Linked DNA regions of Dromaius novaehollandiae: region 1 is linked to region 2. A link is a contact called in public Hi-C data. All regions are on one chromosome and are shown on one strand. The core of a region is the stretch at or near the end of the contact, and the rest is flanking DNA. Distances in the headings are between cores, read along the strand shown. Region 1 has its middle 10 kb from the start of KCNJ4. Region 2 holds the start of CBY1 (chibby 1, beta catenin antagonist).

Region 1 (6,276 bases), core at 927-3,426, 98 kb after region 2:
CTCTTAAATTTTTTAAATTTGGCATGGAAAAGTGTGCTGAGCACTGCCGCAAGGGCGTGAGAGGCCTGGCTGCGGGGGGCAGTGGAGGAGTGAGTTTTAAACGCAATGCTGGAAGCTCGTGGAAACTGTTCAGCCCCCCATGGGCATATTGCACGTGGCTGCCTTTCCCTGGCTGCCCCCTCGAGGACTCCTGGTGGTGGGGGGGGGCATTTTCCCTCCCTTCCCTGCTGGGGCACGCGGAGTCCATGGCGCAAAGATGGAGGGCAAAAGCCAAAGTGCAGGGAAAGCGCAGGTAATGGTTAAACTGGGAGCATCTGCCTGCCAAATGCTCTTCTGAGAGCTCCGTTGCCCAAATGGCATGCTTCTCAGGTAAGCCCACGTGGTGGTATGACATCACTCCTGATGGCATCGCTCCTCTTTTGCCTCTGTAAGCAGCATTCATGCCCCAAGTTCTTTGCCGGTACATAGAGGTACTTACATAATATACACTTCTTATACAGGTACCTCTGTACCTGCATGCTCAAATTACAAAATACTGGCCCACCACTGCACATGCCCACATGCATATGCCATACGTGCCAGCATAAACTACCCCATGCCACGACTTCATCCTATAATCACCCAAGAACATACACACAAACTACATACAACAGCAATGTTCACCTCGACTAGCAGCCCTCCTTTTACATGGCCCATGAAAGGCGGCTAGGACAATCCAGCTTGGAAGGCTTTGGTTACTGTAAAGAAGAGTGGAAATCTTTAAGGGGTCTGCAAATCAAATCTCACAGCCATTCACAACTATAAATACACCCAGTGACACACACAAACACTTGGTATTTTGGCCGTGGCACTGGTGCATGTGATACATGGAGCATCACCTTTCAAGCAGGTGACACTTCCTTACCCTGTGCTCTCCAGGGAAGATAGTCCTATTACACGCCAGGGCACAGTATCTCAATGGCTCCCTCCTACAGTATGTGCTGGAGGGAACTCTTCCTCAAGACTTTCCCTCTAATCCTGAGGAGCTGGCAGCTTGCTTTTATGGAGGCAGACACTGCTTATCCACTCACAAGCTTTATTTCTTTCCTTGTCTTACTACTGAACTATTTCTTTGACTTGTTATTGAAATCTATTCTAGGAGAGGAAGGACTTTTTCTCTGTGAATAAGATCCAGGCAGGCACTGGTTCAGATCCTCCATGCTGTGACAACTAACTCTACTGCTGTCACTCTTGCCAGTTTTCAAATGAATGTTGTTGTTGTTTTAAATGACTTTTGAGAAACTTGTTTCATGTTTTATTTTTGGTGACACTTTTAGTCAACCCTTTTGGAAAGAAACCATCATTGGCACCTTCCAACTCACCCAAAACTTGCCCAGCAAAATATTTTGATACACGCTGTGGCTAAAAATATTTTTCAAGAAACATGATAATAATCTCAAACAAGGAGACAATGAGTTTGGATTTCCGTGATCAGGAAATGATTCTGAAAATATTCTTGCTTCAGAACAAATCTGTTCTTTTTCAACCAGCTCTGTTTTGGTTGTGTCTAGGAGTGCAATGTAGCATGCTGCCTTGTCTCTTGCATCCAGGCTAGTGATCCCCGTGTGGTAAAATACCTCTTCTATTTACTTCAAGCTTCAGCAGGTCATCTACTTCTTTGCAGAAGTGCCTGAGGTCTCTCCCAGCTTTATATGGGAAATCTAAAGTGGCCATGGTTTTAACTGTCACAGAATAAAAAAGAAAAAAAAAGAAAAAAAAAAAGCCTTGCCTTCAGAAGCCATTAAGGGCTTGCTCTTGCTCCTGCTAAGTCAATGAGACTTTTGCCATTGACTGTGGTAAGAGCAGAATTGGGCCCTAATGGAGTGCCGCTATTGGAAAACCCCAGAGGCATCAGCCATGTGCTAAATCTACAAAGTTGGGACAAACTATTCCAGGCTGTGGAAAAGGGGGAGAGGAAAAAATGCAGGGTGCTGGGCCTAGGCAGCTGAAAAGCAGGAGGAGCTCAGATGGTAGAAAGTTCCCAGAGGGGCTGCACATCAGTTGTTTCCCCTTCTGCCAAGTTCAGCCCTCCCCAATGCCCTTACATGCCTGTCTGCAGGACCCAGCACAGTGAGGTTTAGTAGCAAGGCTTAAACTGGGGGAACATGGCCATTGCCTGTCCTAAGAGCACCATCTAGAGAGGAAAGCAAGGCTTGCATCCCTGCAGGTCCCAACTCCGTGGAGCATTTGAAGGCTGCACCCAGGACTGAGTCTTCCTCTGGAGCAGCCGTTGCACTGAGGTGGCAGGGGTGCTGCAGGCCAGGCTGAAGCCACACTGGCAAAGCTGTGCTGGGGCTTAGGACAGGCTCAGCAGGAAGTATTGGGTGTCAGAGCTGGAGGTCAGGGATCAAAATGTTTCCTTTCTGATCCTGGAGACAACGCAGGCTTGGAAAGAACAGGCGCTGATCTGCCAACATTTTCACAGCCATGCAACTCTGCGTTGGACCTTTAACCTGTGGTAAAGGTCAGCGCGTCTGACAAGCAGGCCACAGCTTTCTGCTCCATGCTATCAACTATAAGCTCTGTAAAACCTCAGCAGCTTTCACAGAGCAGCCACTGACTTGAACAGCAGTTCAGATATGCACTACCACTTTGATTTTTTCTCCAGGCAAGGTCTACAAGGCTATTCTGGCCTTAAGAAGTTACGTAGGAAAAAAAAATGAGTTCAGAGTCAGGTCACTCTGCTACCGGCCTGCCCTTCAAGCACCACCTCACAAGCCCATCCTCTTGCACTTGCTCAACATGAGATTTGCTCCCCTTTCCCCATTATTCAGTCCCCTGAAGTGGCACTGACAACTTATGGCTGTAGCAGGGTGTTGCTGTCTTTCCCATGCCACAGACAGTTGGCCAGTGCAATCCCATAGTGGGAGGGAGGCAGTAAAACTGCATGGAATTGGTGAAGCACACCATTTGACCTGTCCTCGCCAGCACAGGGACTGGTGCACAGCTCTCAGGTAGAAGGTTCGCAATACTCTGAGAGTTTTTCCAGTAGCCAGTCTTTTCCTAACCCTTCAGGGCTTTAGAAAATGACATCCTGGCTTGCAAACTGCCCAGAGTCTCTGCAATTTCTAGCTAACGTGTGTTCCTCGATCCTGGGCTTCTTCCAGTTCCCAGGGAAAGCAACAGCAGCAGAGCAGTCAATGGGCCATTAGTATACATACTTACCTTTGAACACCTGCCCTCCTGGGAGGAAATGTTTTGGGGGTAATCCTACTCTCTGAGCAGCCTTACTTCTAGGCATATAGATCCCAAGAGACTAGCTATTAAAATTAGGTCAGAATGGAAGGAGGAAATGTGTGTTGCTAAGTGGAATGATGTGATTTCAGTGCCCTGATGCCTGTGAAGAAATTCAGAACGGACACAAACACCATCCTGAAATAGTCTGTGAGACACTGGATATTTGAACTTTAAAAGTTTTTGGCCTCTGAAATTAGCAGGATTATTTTGGTGCTGGCCCCGGATTTGAAATAGCACGTCTTGGAACCTGGGAGCTGGTAATATTTGAGTCTCTGACCATAGTGCATTGATAGAGTTGTTTGAATGTCCTAGCGCTACAGTCACTGAAGTTGTCAGCTGAAGCAAAGAAGGCCTATGAGATATGAAGTCTAGTTACAGAAGCTGTGCAACTGAGAGAATAAGGAGCTTGAAACTGTGACTGACAGGTGATTAGGTACTTACCCAGCTCCCTGTGTCTATCAGGGGCCTAACAAAGGCCTGCACATCCCTCCAGGTGTATTGAACAGAGGAGGACGAGCTGATGCAGAAACTCCACAGAACACTTTGAAGATATATATAACATGACCTGCAGTCTGCATGTGCTTCTGTGTGGATAAAATGAGGAATCAGTTTGAAAGCAGCTGCAAGCACATTGACAGGTAATGCCAACCTATAGCAGACCACTTCATATGACAGAGAAGGAGCTGATTAAATGTATGCAAATGGAAGCCAACATATAGCTATAAGCTGCTGGACAGTTGGTTACACCCTGTGCTGTTTCCTCTCCAGGACACAGTGCTGTGCTCAGTAGCAACCAGGCTGTCCTGAATAGAGAAACTTGTGTGATGGATCCAGCACTGAACAAGGCTGTGCGGGGAAACCGGGAAGAACTGTGATGAGAAACAGCTCTGGAGCAGAGAGTGGCAGCCACACGGTGGCTGCTGCACCCTGGGGTGCCAGGAGTAGTTGGAGGCCCTGCAGTGTCTGAAGAGCCAGCATTGTTTGGTGAGCTGGTAGCAGCCAGTGGGACAGAGCAGTCCGGAGTCAGCGGAGGAGGGAAGTCACGGGAAGAGCAGCTGGCAGCGATTGCTGCAGAGGAGGTATGAGGCACGTTGGTGGAGCTGTAATGCCCGCATGAAGCTGCACACTCCCCGCTGCTCTGTTTGAGACGCATCTCTCCCGCAGCGGTCGAATGATCCCACAAGTTCCAAATGCACCACAGGAAAAAGCAGGAGAAATTTGTGAAAAACACTGGATTTTCTAAGTTCTTGCAATTATTTGATGATTTGTCCCATGAAGAAGTCTCCAGAACCCTGAGCTCTTTCGTGGTCTTGTGCTTGCTGCTGCACAGTCACAAGAGAAGAGGCAGTTCCTGTTCCAGAGGGCTTCCAGTCTCAGTCAGAAAGAAAAAAAAGGGAGCAGGGAGCAGGCTGACAACAAGGCAAAATGACTTGCCCAAGATCATGAAGCAGACAGGGGGATGAGGAGGAATTTAACCTGTTTCTGTGGGTTTAACCTGTCACCTCTCTGCACAGCTGGAGATGTCACAAGGGATAAACAAATTGGGACTAGTTCCTAGAGTAGCACTTTGCCCTCCCTGCATCCACAGCTGCAGTGAAACTATGTCCAAGATGCTGTATTGTAAGGCTCTCTCTAGGTATGCGCACAAGTCCCATCACCTTCATACCACTGCCTAGGACACCAAATGGCAGCTCTGATGGACCAAGGGCAGCGCATGTTCCAATCTCGGACAGCCATTGCCTCCAGGCATCCAGCTGCAGGAACAAGGAACCATAGCGTCCCATTGCTTCCCCAAACTTTACCTGCATGGGGCCTTACAGATACAAATCAGCGCTTTGAAATCACACCCAGAAGTCAACAGGAGACTGTGGCAGGCTTGGATGAGCACGTCCTGGGGTTCCTGATGAGTACCAGCACAAGGCAGGCAGGCAGGCGCTGACTATGCCAGCACAGCCCCTAAGCACAGCCCTTCAGAGAGAGAAGGGTGAGTGCTCTGAGCTGGTCCTGGAGATGTCACAGGCTGCCTGGGTTGCTCTGCCTTTGAAGTGATTCTCCTGAGAGAATTAGTAATCTAAAGTGAATTATGCCAGACCAAAAGCAGAAACAAACCCACCCCATCCTTAGTTCTTGCAGGGAATGAGTCCCCAGCTGCCTCTTGCCCTTCACTGCATGGGACTTGTGGTAAGATGGCCTTCTGTTGATCGGTGCCCTGTGCCTGGTGTTCAGCTGGCGAGGACAGGCTGTCCCTTCCAGAGAAACCCCTTGCATAAGAATTAAAGAGGAGCTGGGCTGAGATGCTGAACTAATCCACCAGGGCATGCTGGGAAGCTGCATTTTAAGCCATTCTCCCTGCCCTCCCATCTCCTCGTATGTTGTTTATCTCTCCTGTCCCTCCCACAGCAGTACGTGAATTATCCTGACTGGGCAAGCTGGTTTCATAACCGCCTGAGCTGTCTCCCCCCACTCCCCGAGTCCGCATGGGAGTTGCTCATACATGGGAGGCCTTTTAGTTACCACTGGTTTGTGCCGTTGTGAATAACAAACCCACGCAAATGCTGCTCCCCCCCCCCCCCCGCCAGAATCTGCACACTGCACACGTATTTTGCTGCTATGGCCACATGTTCACTCCCATGGCACACATGCACACACTCCCAGCACACGCTTACATCACAAGCTCCTTGCAAGTGCACTTCACACGCATGTGACGCTGTTTGATCTCACCAGTATGTGCCACACAGACAAAACCAATATGTGTGTGACATGCATTCAGAGCTACTGCCCCAACAGACTGTACAGAAGCTCCCCCTGTTATGGCACACTCATCACCCACAGCCAGGATGTACGCATGACACCATGCATGACGCATGACGTCCTCCTTCAGCTGCACTTCACACAGGGCTTGCACCACAGGCTTGCAGTTCACACTTGCCACTGACACAAACAAATGCATGGCACATATGTACCTGATGTGTTCTTGTCACACATGCCAAACATGCACCA
Region 2 (6,277 bases), core at 3,479-5,978:
GGCCGCACCGGAAGTGCGGTCCGAGTGGCACCGGAAGGGGCGGTGCTCCCGCGCCCGGTGGGGGGGGAGGGCAGCGGCTCCTGCCGGCCGGGAGGGCGCTGCGCGGCCCGGGGCTACCCGGCCCCGGCGACACCCGGCGTCTAGGCGCCGCCCCGGCAGGGGAACCCGGCGCCCGGCGCGGCCCTTCGCTTCACAGAAAACGTGACAAACGCCCCTGGCAGCGTAGTAAAACACCCGTATTTTTTAACGTAACTTTTTTACATAAAGTATCAAATACCCTCGAGAACAGGCAATTTCAGAATCCCGCTTGCCAAAGGCAAGAAGCAAAACCAACAGTTTGTACCAAAACACACAAAAATATCAAGAAAGAAAGATTGTCCTTTGGGGTAGGGGGGAGAGTTTACTGTATTTTAAAACGCAGAAGCCAGGAAGCAATCAATCCAGACCTTCTGGGACTGAGGGTGATAGCATGGGTCTTTCACACAGGAGTTGCAACTCCAAGTCACTAACTGCAATCACTTAAGTGTGAATCTGCTCTGTCATCTGTTCACGTATATCCCACTGTTCACAGGGAAGGGAGTGTTTTGTCAGGTTCTTCTTAGAAAATACAGTACCTACAATTAGACTGCTGAAAAAATGTAGTAAGGTACACAGTAAACTGCTCTGAGAAAAATATGAGTGCTCATTAATAGTGTCGTGGCATAATTTACTGCGTTGTTGAAACATCGGTCCTGTAGTAGGTGCAATACCACACGATACTGTAGGTATCTATGTTATTCATTTTCCTGTGGAACAAAGTAACTATATATTTATAGTACCAACTCTTTCTATATACACATATATAGTACCAACACAACTACATATAGTACAACTATATATTATATATAGTACCAACACAACTGAGTTGTCCAAGGAATCCTGCATACAGGGGCAACAAAGATGCAAAGTCAGCTTCCTTGTTCTCTCATCCTCTAGCCATATGTTCTTCTCCCAGCAACTCACTTCCTCCTCCGGCTGTGATTCTTCAGTTCCTCCAGCTCTTTCTCCATCAGGTGGGACTCAGCTGTGGTCTCAGAGAGCTGCAATGCACAGGAACAATGACAAGAACAAGCTACTCCCTCAACCTTATTATATAAGGTTGAGGAATATATATACATCCCTCTCTATATATATATAACAACATATAATAACCTTATATTGTATTTGTGGGGTTAATATCAGATCAGCAAGGCTGTAATCTGTCCCATGCCTTTCCTGCGGCAGGATATGAAAGCATGTTAGTGGTATCACAGAGACTGCTTTCTCTCTGCAGAAGCACCTCATCTCATTGTAGTAGAACATAACAAGCAATCTGCATCTCAGAAGCTTTTTCAATGACACCTTGGATTTCACAGTACTATCTTTCCAGAGATGTCACTGAGATTTACAGCCACAAAACAGCGCCCTTGTGAGCATCTGGTCCCATTTTAGTGAGAGGGAAATGAATTTCACACTTAATTGCGATAGCCTAGAAAGCCAGATTTTCTTAGTGCAGAAAAGCACAAAAAGCACAAAAGCATCTTTCCAGTTTAAAAACACAGAATAAAGGAAGAAAAATGACGAAAGAATAAATATTTGTTCAGACTGACATAAAAGCTAACCCACTCAATACTTGAGCAATGATTCTATTTCACTGAAGAAGTCTCCAGATTTCAAGTGTGAAAGCTGTGATCTCTGTGTAGGGTTGAATTTCAGTTTATATAGGGTTTGGGAATTCTTTCACCCAAAGGTTTACATACAGATGAAAGGCCCTAGGTCATGCCAAAAGGAGGGTCCTGGGGCCTTAATCTTCTATGACCAGAAAAGGTGACTGTAACTTGGTTTCAAAAGGCAGAAGCCACAGTGGCAGGAAGGTGGCTATACTCAATGCAGAAAGGGAAAGAGGAAACATGCCACTTGTTGGGGCTTCCATCTAATCCCACTCCAGTCTCCACTGAAGTCAAGCTCTTCTGCTAGAGAAACCTTCCTCTCTTCTTGCAGAGGAAGCAGATGAGATCAGACTTGACTCTCACAGTCACTTTACCATTAAAGTTCTCTTGCATAATAGGATAAAGCAGAAAGAGTGGAGTGCACACCCTGCAATGAGAACCGCTGCCTTTGGTGGTCCCAGAACTCTTCACTCAGGCATTTCCATTGCCATGGGCAGGCAAAAGTTCAACAGAGACTCACCATGTCCAGCAGAATTTCCACTTTCAGTCGAAGGAGGTTGTTTTCTTCTTCTAACTGCTGGTTTCGTTTGCACAAGCGCTGCATTTCCCTGCGATCCCCAGTGAAGCTTCCTGACTCTAGAGGAAAGAAAAGAGATCAAAATTAGGGTTATCAACCAACCGTAACTATTTCAGATCAAACCAAGCAGAGCTTCATTCTACCTGCTACCCACTGGCCATTTTCAAACTTCAGGCTCTGGCCAGCAAGGTTCATGCTGGGGATGCCATACTCCAGGCCCAGCTCAATCTCACGGGTTGATCTATCCAGCTGCAGGGAGAAGATCCAACTTAGATTTTCACAGGAATGCAAAACCACTACCATACTCTCTTATCTCTTACAGTGACTGGCATTCCAATGGAAGTTGCTAGTGTAACTGTCCCAGAAGTTTGAAATCATATTTATAGTCATATACTACTGCAGTAGAAGAGCCTCTCCTCTCACTACCATGCCTGTATTTCCTCTCACCCAAGATACCACCTAAGGATTGAAAGCAGAATGTGTTCACTCTTTATGGTCCACTCTGTACTCCTATTAGTAGCAAAAGCTAGAAAAGACATCACAGAATAGGTGAGGTTGGAAGGGACCTCTGGAGAACATATAGTCCAACCCCCCTGTTCAAGCAGGGTCAGGCTGCCCAGGACTGCATCCTTTGGGTTTTGAATATCTCCAAGGATGGAGACTCCAAAATCTCTGTGGGCAATCTGTTCCAGTGTTCAACCACCATCACAGTAAAAAAGTGTTTTCTTATGTTCCAACAGAATTTCCTGTGCTTCAGTTTGTGTCCATCGCCTCTCATCCTGTCACTGGGCACCACTGAGAAGAGTCCGGCTCTGCCTTCCTTCCACACTCTGATCACATATTTATATACATATACATATATATATATATATCAATGACATCCCCAGAGATTTCTCTTCTCCAGGCTGAACAGCTCCAGCTCTCAGCTTCTTCTCATATGGCAGATGCTCCAGTCCCTTAATCATCTTTATGGCCCTTTGCTGCACTTGATCTTGCTAAGTCCATGTCTCTCTTGTACTGGGGAGCCCACAACTAGACACAGCACTCTAGATGCAGCCTCACCCATGCTGAGCAGAGAGGAAGAATCACCTCCCTTGACCTGCTGGAAACGCTCTCCCTGGATCTAGATTAGAACCATTAGTTACAAGCTTCAGGGAAAGTAATTCTGGACAGTGGTGGGGGTGATGCATACTACTCCGAGCCATTCCATTTTTATTTTGGTATCTGGTCACCAGTGATCAGAAATGGATCCTGTACCACAGGAGGAAAGAGCTAGAGGCAGGAGCATCCAAGAGGAGGGTGTCTTACAGGGATTATAATGCAACATTCTTAGCACAAGCCACCCATTCCTGGTCACTGACTACTTAATAGCCAAGCCATGGGCCCCAGAACTTACCAAGTGCAAGTTGGAGAGAGAAGCTGATTTTCTGGGTGGTGTTTTCTTTGGACTAAAAGTGTTACCAAAGAGAGGCATTCTGTTCTACTTTTTGAGTTTAAGTGGTACTTCTGACTGCTTTATTCTGCTTTCCAAACACAAAGAAAATGCAAGGATTAGACGTGTTAGGTCTTAAACAGAAATATAACCCAGTAATTACCTTTAGAATTACCAGGATTTTAAGATTCTGATATTTATAGTTTTTAATCACTACTTCTTCTTAAAAACATCGTACCTTTGAAAATAATTAGGTGACACCAATTCTTTAAGTCACTACTTTAAAAGAAATTAATGGGCTCTTTCAAGAGACGGGATGTACTCTTTTAATACCTCACACCTCCTTTAATACCTCTGGTCCTCTCTAGCAGTTTCCTCTAATGAAAAAAATAGCCATGAATTTTCAGTGACCACTTTATAAAATGCCATGCATTCCCACAAGCGTTCAATTCGCCGACAATTCTGTTCTTTTACCCGCTTTACACCTAAAAGCGGGCACCGGGCGGAAACGCAGCGCCCCGCCCCCGCCCGCTCGGGGCCCCGCCCGGCCCGGCCATGACAGGCCCGCGCCTCTCCCGCCACCAGCACGCGACGCCCCTCGCACCTACCGCGCCACGTGACCGCGCGCCGCGCGAACGCTTCGGGAAGGGGGGAAACGGCGCAAAGCCCTAACACCAACCCCGCTCTCTCTCCCCGCCTCCGCTTTAAATCTGAAGCGAGGCCGACGCACCCCGCATCTCTCCCTTCCTCCTCCCCGCCCCGTTGGCGCGCGCGCGCCCCTCACCTGCACCCAACTGCTCGGCGCCCCCTTCTCTCGCGCCTCCCCCGCCCCGCCTCGCCTCTGCGCAGGCGCATCCCTCCTCTATCCCCCCGCCCGCCGAACGGCACGGTCCGCCAGCGGGGCGGGGGCGGGAGGGGCACGGGCCGTACCACCTGGCGGGGGGCGCGCTGGCGGTCTCGCATTGGGAAAAGGGGATGAGGACGACGAGCAGGGTCAGAGTTACTCTACCTAGCGGCAGCCATAGGAATAGTCTCTCAAGTTCTTTTCCCCCTCGGCATCTTACTCGTGAAATAAACGGGATCAGCAAGAGAATAGCAGATGAGGACATCCCTCCCTTCCCAGCGTGGTAGCGCCAGCCCTCAGCGCGGGGGCGGATAAACTAGACTGTTCCATTGAAATTCGCCTTAACTAAAGAGGAGGAAGGGAACGGCTTGCTCCCTGGCGAACCCGAGTCCCGCTCCTAGGCAGCCCCTGCCATTACCGCCCGTGTGGCCTCGGCCGCCGCGTGTCCCGGGAGCCGTTTGCGGCCGTTGCGTTGCTATGACGACGCCCCCCCTCCCGCCCGCTCCTCCCCGCCGCGGCGGCGCGTGGCGACGGCGGCCCTCGGGCGGGCCTACGTGGTGCGGGGCTCGCCCTAGTGCCGCGACTGGCGGCTCCCGTGAGGAGGATGGCCGCGGCGGGCGGCGGCGTCTCCCCGGCGGCCTCGCGGGGCGACTTCTTGGGGCTGCCGCCGCGGGACCCCGTGGGGGTGGTGCGGGAGGTCCCGGAGGACGGACCGTCGGGTATCCTCTGCGGCGCGGGGAGATGCGGCTCCGTGTCGTCCCCGCTCGTAACCCCGCTGGGCCCTGGCCCCAGAGCCTCACCCCTGGCACCCGCTGGCTTTGGCGGAGATGGGAGGGCAAGGATTAGCTGGGTGTAGCGGAAACGGAGCTCTTATTTTCAGGCTACATCAGAGCTGTTATGTTCTGCCCACTGCTGCCTCACATATCCCCTAAAATGCTGGGACTCGTTGGAAGCGTTTTTTCTGCCGTTCTTTTTACGGATAAAGAAGGAAATTCCCCTCGGTAGAGCAGCTCTCACTTGGGAGCATGGGAGAGGAGGTGGAGAAGTTCAAAGTGTCTGGGGTGCTGGACTCCACAAGTTTAGCGAATAAGTTTAAAGTTGGGGATAGAAGAGCGGGCACTTGTTTTGTAAGCTCTCCTCTGAAACAGTCCCAATGTCCTGACTTTCTGAGCATGCTACAAAGTCTTCCCTTCTCAGCTGATGATGAGGCAAATTTTTATTGTTCTACTCTGTTTTGTTCCATGGGAGGTGACTTTGGTAGTTGGTTTGGATAATACTTCAAACAGATGGCAAGGTTATGTCATGTGTATCAGCAACTTTTTTTTTCTATTGCAAAAGCAAAATATTTCCTTTCTGAAGTTTTAAAATACTGTATTTCCCCAATCTCGAAGGAATTTGGTGATTTGAAATTACTTGCTTCATTGCTTAAAAAGTTTCTGTTGAGGACATTGTGAGGCTTTCCTGAAAAAATTTAGATTAATGGGATATCAGGGTAATGAGCTGTGTGAAAGGAGAATAAGAAGGAAAGCAAAAAGAGGGAGAGGGAATAAATAGAAATACCAGGAAAGAGAGGCAAAAACATGAGAGGAGGGTCACCAGCCTTTTCATTTGGTTTGTACGTTTATTAATATTCCACAACAATGTTCCTTAACAGTCTTTCATTCTCAGAGTGCTCAATGGGCACTCTGACTGAAGTGAACCAGAAAATTGTTTACCTGGAACAAGAATTTGAAAGA

The links. Hi-C and Micro-C count contacts between places; a contact is called where the count stands out from the background.
Region 1: a Hi-C map of liver shows a contact between it and region 2, with 6 times the contacts expected there. The contact joins the enhancer-like site here to the promoter of CBY1 in region 2. A contact is called at or near these places in 3 of 4 Hi-C or Micro-C datasets (brain, liver and ovary).

What each region holds. Positions count from the first base shown.
Region 1 is chr1:53,678,510-53,684,785 of bDroNov1.hap1, forward strand. No RefSeq gene overlaps it. Among named protein-coding and RNA genes, the nearest start is that of KCNJ4, 10 kb to the left of the region's middle. Within about 2 kb of position 2,177, at least 2 of the 2 cell types and tissues checked have open chromatin away from gene starts, as enhancers often do.
Region 2 is chr1:53,578,210-53,584,486 of bDroNov1.hap1, forward strand. It overlaps CBY1 (chibby 1, beta catenin antagonist), which reads right to left and starts at 4,729. Exons shown (of 5, transcript XM_026102694.2): 1 at 4,707-4,729; 2 at 3,662-3,785; 3 at 2,409-2,514; 4 at 2,209-2,324; 5 at 218-1,079. The coding sequence starts at 3,739. The coding sequence ends at 999. TOMM22 (translocase of outer mitochondrial membrane 22) reads right to left here and starts at 49. Exons shown (of 4, transcript XM_064512441.1): 1 at 1-49.